Regions from separate parts of the Rattus norvegicus genome. Here region 1 is linked to region 2. The links are chromatin contacts, called in public Hi-C maps. All regions are on one chromosome and are shown on one strand. Each heading gives the region's core, a stretch centred on a gene start, on an enhancer-like site or on the middle of the called end of the contact. The rest is flanking DNA. Distances are from core to core; before and after follow the strand shown.

Region 1 (3,815 bases), core at 1,080-3,579, 480 kb after region 2:
TACACCTATGATCACTTGATCTTTAACAAAGGAGCTAAAACCATCCTGTAGGGGAGGAAAACAGCATTTTCAACAAATGGTGCTTGTTCAAATGATGGTCAGCATGTAGAAGAATGCAAATCGATCCATTCTAATCTCCATGTACAAAGTTGAAGTCCAAGTGGATCAAGGACCTCCACATAAAACCAGATACACTCAAACTAATAGAAGAGAAAGTGGGGAAGAGCCTGGAACACATGGGTAAAGGGAAATTTTCCTGAACAGAACACCAATGGCTTATGCTTTCAGAACAACAATCAGCCATTGGGACCTCATCAAATTGCAAAGCTTCTGTAAGGCACTCTCAATAGGACAAAATGGCAACCAACAGATTGGGAAAAGATTTTTACCAATCTTAAATCCGATAGAGAGCTAATATCCAATATATGCAAAGAACTCAAGAAGTTAGACTCCAGAAAAACAAATAACCCTATTAAAATGGGGGTACAGAGCTAAACAAAGAATTCTCAACTGAGGAATATCAAATGGTCGAGAAGCACCTAAAAAAATGTTCAACATTCTTAGTCATCAGGGAAATGCAAATCAAAACAACCCTGAGATTGCACCTCACACCAGTCAGAATGGCTTAAGTTCAAAACCTCAAGTGACAAAAGATGCTGGTGAGGATGTGGAGAAAGAGGAACACTCCTCCACTTTTGGTAGGACTGCAAGCTGGTACAACCACTCTGGAAAATAGTCCAGCTGTTCTTCAGAAAATTAGACATAGTACTACCTGAGGACCCAGCTATACCTCTCCTGTGCATATACCCAAAAGATGCCCCAACATATAACAAAGACACATGCTCCACTATGTTCATAGCAGCCTTATTTATAATAACCAGAAGCTGGAAAGAACCCAGATGCCCTTCAACAGAAGAATAGATACATAAAATGTGGTATATCTACACAATGGAATACTACTCAGCTATCAAAAACAATGACTTCATGAAATTCACAGGCAAATGGATGGAACTAGAAAATATCATCTTGTGTAAGGTAATTCGGTCACAAAAGAACACACATAGTATGTCCTCACTGGTAAGTGGATATTAGGCAAAAAGCTCAAAATACCCAAGAGTACCCTCATAGAAGCAGGGTAAGGGGGATGGAGTAGGTGGTTTGCAGAGGGGAAACCTGGAAATAGGATAACATTTGAAATGTAAATAAGTAAAATATCCAATTAAAAATGGATAAAACATGAAGAGATTTTTTAAAGTATAGAAAGTTGTCAAATATGCACAAAATGATGTTCCATATATATGAAAATGATGTTCTGTGTATATTTATATATATATATAATGTATATATGTATGTATATGTGTGTATATATATGTGAAAATAAAAAAGGGATTCAAATAAACCCACAGTTGATTTCACCTGATAACTCTGAACACATTTATCAGAGTAATTGAAGTAAAAGATAATGGCACCACTGAACACCAAAATCTTACCAAGAAACTGGTTCAGCCGTGCATTGCTCATGGAATAGGAGAACGGGGTGCAGTGTGCTGAGAAGGTAGCTTTGTTTTCTCTGACATCAAAACATGAACAAACATATAACTCAGTCACCACCTGGGAAGCTGCATTCCACAGAAGTGCAAACCCGCAATGCACAGCATCTTGGCATAAATGTTCATTCATAGCAGCCCAACCTGAAAATACCCCAGAAGTCTTTCAAGAAGGGGACAACTAAATCTATCCCGGCAAATGTTACCTAGTAATAAAAAGGAGTGAACAATTGGTAGACGTCACAACCTGGAGATAATATCCAGAAGACTATGGTGAAACTCCCCAACGTCACCACTCTACTTGGCTGCTATCACTTAATTCGCAAACATGGGGAAAACAAAACAAAACAAAACAACTACCAAGCAGAGGAGTAACTGTCAGAAAGCAAGTAAGGACGGCGAAGGCTACCAAGGACCTCAGGAAGGTGGTAGCAATACTCTGCGGGTTGACAGCATCTGGAGCAGCATCCCTGTCAAGGTATGGGACTTCAGTTTCCCATGCTGTTGCTCTTGTAATGAGCTGGGTAGAGGATCCATGGACGTCCTCTTCAGTATTACTTGCAACTTCCTGACAAGCTTTAATTCTGAGAAACACAATCTCCAGTTTAAAAATAAAGTAACATTCTCCACAAGCTATCATGAATAAAACCTTACACGAAAATATTTCTTTCTTGGAATGATCTTCAGTATCGTTTCCTGGATACCGCTCTAGTCTGAAGGTCTGGGCGGGGTATGCTAGAAGCAGCCTAGTGGATGAAGAGTCCAGAAGGGGAACTGCACACGTAAGGTACGTACGTAGCTCATCCTGCTGAGCCTGGACTCGGTCAGTTGAGTGGTTGCAGGCACAACTCAGTCCCAGCGCCACCAACAAAGCCGGAGAGTGATTCAAACCACGCGAGGACTTTATGTTGCTGTATATATTAAAGGCCACAAGGACAGCATCCCCAGGTACCCCACAGCATGGGAACAAAGATGATAACCCGGGTGAACTCTGTGACAGTGCTCCGGAGCATGTCGAGTGAAAAGCTAACCTGTGTGAAGGAAAAGGCGTTTGCGTTGGGAAACGTCAGATCCCAGTAATTTTCAATGGAAAGTGAAGTAGGACTGAAGTGGAAAAGCAAAAATCCTTTTTAATCCCCCAAAAGCCAGAGGGTTTGGGACCTGAAATATCCATCCCACAATTCCAGCCACCAGTCCTAAGGGTTCTTTTCAAAATGCATGTTGCCAGTAACACAGTAGGGTCCCATCCCGAGCGTGTAGTATCTTCCGTAATACAAAACCACTGCGTCAAGTCATTTTATATATCGTAATTCTGCAATAGTCTGCGTTTCAGAGGAAGATGAGGAATCATCCTTTATTCTAATGCCAACGCTGCCCTCTAGTGGCCATAACAAATACCTGGCTTTCCAAGTGCTCTATTCCCAGCATTCTCACCAAAAACAACTTCACAAAACGGCCCTGTTGTTATTGCTGTCCTTGTCGTTGTCGTTGTCGTTGTCGTTGTCGTTGTTGTTGTTGTTGTTGTTGTTGTTATAGCAAATAAAATGTGCAAGAGAAATCTGCCAAAATTCACATTTTTCATATTTTCCACATTTTATCTTTCAATGACTTTCTTGGGCATGAATGAACTGCTTCAATTTACACCTAATGATAGACATAATTTATGCAAGCCTTATTATACACTCTGCTAATCACTTTCCGAGGTCCTATTCCTACTTCTATTATATACCAGGGATTGTGTATATTGCTTTCAATGCTTATGAGATGGGCATTTTCCCATCATGTTTCTAGAGTAAGCAACAAAGCCATCACAAAGCTGAGAGATTGAATCTTATACCCCCCCACAGCATCTGCCTGCTCCCCACACAGATCACCAAGTACCCAAGCCCTCTGTGCAGGCAGAGCCCAACATTTGAAACTCCAGTCTTAGGTGAAAACAAGGTAATCAATTCAAAGGCGCCTGATTGTCATTCTGTGGTCCAGAATCATTTATGGTTCTGTCATTTCATAGAGGAAATCAGGACCAAACATAGCTCAGTGGCCAGAGTTTCCTACCTACCCATGATTCTATCTGCACTGGCAGAATCATCCTGAGACAACAGCAGAAGTAGGCCGTTGGGGAACAGGGGAGACTTGTTTGTCCTTTAGAAATTTTCAATAAAATCTGCATTGGTTGGCTAAGTATCATACCTATCAGAATCCCAGTGAGTCATGCAAGCATTCATTAGGTCAACACCTGCAATCTCTAACCACATCCATTCCAGCTGG
Region 2 (3,738 bases), core at 587-3,086:
TAAACGCATGGTTCCTTCCCTCTTAGTACTTAATCTGTGTCTTGGACCGAATAAATGACGAGAAGAACTCTGCAGTTTCTATAAATTGCATTCCTCCTTTAAAAAGGGGATGGATAGAATTTAAAAAAAAAGACACAGCAGTGTGAAGAAAGTACTCTGTTTGTGACTGTGGCTGTCATAGTTTTCGACTTAAGTGTGTCATTTTCACTGCTGCCATTCAGCGAGGCCAGTCTTTTCTCCTGGATGCTCTAGGTAATGCTATGCAGGCAAGAAGCAAGAACAGGTCTCAGCAAAGACCAAACTGGGGTGGAAACATTTAGAGAAGAAGCTGTTACATCAGGTTACACATTTCGTATCCTTGAGCTGTTGTATATATGTTTCTTTCAATTGTTGCTTTTGTTAAAAATTGAGTGGTCCATGTGCCACTCTCCACCACTTAGGGGCGTGTGTCTTGTGCTTCGCCGTGCTTCACCATCATCCGGTACCACCCACACGTTGTGATCCAATGTCTACTGTAAACTCAGGATGAGGTACTTGCCCCAGTAAGAACATTTATCCAGTAACCTCCTATCCATCCAAATTCTACTGCTCCCTCTTGTGGCAAGTATCTTCCCTGACTTTCTCTAGATTGCAGGGTGCTGTCTGGTTTCCCTCTGCTCCTTTAACTGTCTGCCTCTCCAGCTCTCATTATCAGTAGGACTAAGGCTAACCAGGCCAGTGGGTTACAGCACTCCCCGTTCCCACTCTCCCCTCTGAACAAAATGGTTCTGGCTCCCGGGAGATGTCTCTTAAATGTAGGGGAAGTAGATGTCAGGTGTTTTCCGTCCATTGGGATAGACCAGACTCGGGGAAATGTGAGCGTTCAGCTTTTGCCTTAGGGATTTTGATTTAAACTCAGGACTAGTCCAGTGGGGCCTCATTAAATGCAGTAGGATTATTTTCCATTCTCTCTCTCTCTCTCTCTCTCTCTCTCTCTCTCTCTCTCTCTCTTCCTCTCCCTTTCCCTCTCCCTCCCTCCCTCCTTTTCTCCCCCCGCCCAGCCATTGCTCTCTTCCCCCTTCTCCATTCTTCCTCTCTCTTTCCTGCACCTCTAGCCTCTCATGTGTGCATGTGCATCGTGTTGAAACTTTAAACTAACCATGGAGTAGTTGTGTGCAACTCAGACAGCCCACTTCCTGGGTAAGTGCTTACGGCTATGCGTTCATGGAGGAGCTTAGAACTTAAGCAGAGAGTGGCTTGAATCAATAGAGCTCACTGCTCTCTTCCATGGCAACTCTGTTTGGACTCTGACTGCTTTGCACTCGCATTTGCACCTGTCCTTTGGTCCCTCAGTTCTTGGTCCTTCTAGTCCAGAATGTGGCAAGGTAGAAAAATGTTTAGATAACACACATCCTCACTTCCTACTCAGTTTTCAAAGAAGGAAGGGAATATCCTGACTGACAAGTGAAGCAAGGAAACTATTTCTGTGGCAGAGAGCTAAGGCATCATTTATAATAAGTCATTTGAGTCTGGAAAAACAAAGCATTGATCCATTGACCAACATAGAATGTGAAACCATTAGTATGAGAGTTACTCATTTGAGTGAAGGAATTCTGACCAAATCCTTAACAAAACACAGAGGTATTGCTCAGCAAAGGGGTACTATATGTGAGTCTGCACAAGCCATTAGGTATATGTTGATCTGTGAAGTTGAAATCTCTCATGCGATCAGCTTGCAGAGAGTCCTGAGAACCTGTGATACAGCAAGACAAAGAGGAAGTGGAAGAGTTAAAACCGAGTTTCTGCCCTGTGAATGCCCTCCGGAGACTGTTCTGACAGGGAAGCGTGAGGGCCTGGGAGCAGAGCTTCTAAAGAAGAGGTCACTAACTGGAGAGTAGCAAGAAGCAGACAAACACGGATTCCTGTACTGAGGTTCTTACTCTGAAGCAAACCCCGATTCTTTTCTGGAAAAGTTAGCTTTTGTAAATCTTCTGAGAAATGGGCGAGGTATTTTCTCCAGAGCAGACCGACAAGTCTCAAATTCCTGAAGGTGCTGTACTGTAACATTTTGTGGCATTTTCGCCGATCACCTAGACAACAGCAGCTCGATGCCAAGTCAGATAAACCGGTTCCCTGCACAGTCAAGAAATCTTGGAGAATTAATGTGTATGTCGGAAGCCACTTAAAAGATGGAGCAATCACGGTGCAGATTCCACACCATTGCAAACCAAGTTCAAATAATAACTTCTTTGTTGAGTCTAATGTGAGGTCAAGTCAAAACAGCAAAGCAACCAGTGATTCAGCACCTTATACTAACCCAACCGTGGCATGGACTGAGCATTCAGGTTGTGTGAAAGACCCTGGAAAGGCAAGTCATTGCACATTTGGTGAACACTTGTCATGTCATTATCTAGACAAGCTGGTATGTTTGTGTGTGTGTGTGTGTGTGTGTGTGTGTGTGTGTGCACGTGAGTGTGCCTGTGTATGTGTACGTATGCATGTGTGTGTGCATGTGTATGTGCATGGGTGTGTGTGTGTGCGTGCGTGCGTGCGTGCGTGCGTGTGTGTGTATTCCTATTTGATGTTCAGCAAAGAAGCAAAAGAAGCATTTAAAGGTGAAGACTGGTGCAAGGTGCAGTTGAATGACTTGGCTGTGGGTGAATAAAAGAAGGTACAGAAGCCACTCCGGGATTCAGTTCTTCCTGTCGTGATCTAGAACACTCATAGATGAAATAGCCTGGTTGAGCAAGATAGGATCTGAACTGCAGAGGAAGGAGAAGCTTGGCCCCGTGACCTCCTCCAGGAGAGGAAAGGGGCTTTGGGGTCATTACAAACAGGTAAAGGGATTTAGAAAACCAATAATCCTAGTCATTTTGACCAAGTGAAGCATGCTCTAGGAATGTTATGACAAGGACAACCACAGAAAAATGTTACGAGCATCTCCACAGCCCTTGAGCTGCCCTGCACCCAGTCAGGACCATGTACACGCACTACATAGTTAGCATCAATAGTAGCTTTCGGCATTTCCCAAATGCATTTTGCGCTGGAAGGTGATATTCATTATGGTGTCACAGCATAGCCTTGAAAGACAGAGGCTGCAATGGCCAGAGGCAAGGAGAAACGGTAGACCACTAGTCAACATACTTTTTGTTTTGCTTTTTATTTGGTTTTAGAGATAAATTCTCACTTCGGAGCCCAAGTGGGCTTTGAAGTCTCCTACCTGTGACTCTAGATTTCTGGGATTGTAGGTGTAATGCTACACTAGACGTTCCTTGGTACACTCTTGGTGGTTTTTGTCATCTACTGTTGAAGGCTTTCTCTTCTGCACTCCTCATTAACACACAGGACATAGGGCCTCTCTCTGGTTGTGTTCATTCCTTACCGTAGAGCACCCAAGCCTAGTAACATGTTTAGGTCATTGGGTTGCTTATTCTGCTCCCAAAGTGACACTTGCTTTGTAGACTTCATTAGACGTGGCATCAAAGAGTTTGGAAAGGTAGTCAGAAGTCTCATCTTCCTTTCAAAATGCCTTCCTTATAGTGGAGAAATGAACAACCCACAGCTGAAGTTTTGTGTGTTGGACAAATTCAAGGATTTTTATCCCCATGAATCTCTTTTTATTTTTCTTCCCAGAACATGAATAGTTTTTGTTTTGTTTTGTTTTAAAATCAGTATTCTCATTCTAGACCATGCTCAGCATTGAAAAACACATCAGGATGGCAAATAGTTTCTTCCTTTATATATTTATTTTTATTATTT

Evidence for each region. A called contact is a pair of places that touch in the nucleus more often than the background predicts.
Region 1: a contact with region 2 is called in a Hi-C map of Schwann cells, with 5 times the contacts expected there. The contact joins two enhancer-like sites. A contact is called at or near these places in 6 of 12 Hi-C or Micro-C datasets (the A7r5 cell line, the Rat2 cell line, Schwann cells and 3 more).

The regions. Positions count from the first base shown.
Region 1 is chr6:19,487,847-19,491,661 of GRCr8, forward strand. No RefSeq gene overlaps it. Among named protein-coding and RNA genes, the nearest start is that of Thumpd2, 190 kb to the right of the region's middle. Within about 2 kb of position 2,330, at least 14 of the 93 cell types and tissues checked have an H3K27ac peak or open chromatin away from gene starts, as enhancers often do.
Region 2 is chr6:19,007,630-19,011,367 of GRCr8, forward strand. It overlaps a transcript of Slc8a1 not described here. Among named protein-coding and RNA genes, the nearest start is that of Slc8a1, 14 kb to the right of the region's middle. Within about 2 kb of position 1,837, at least 5 of the 93 cell types and tissues checked have an H3K27ac peak or open chromatin away from gene starts, as enhancers often do.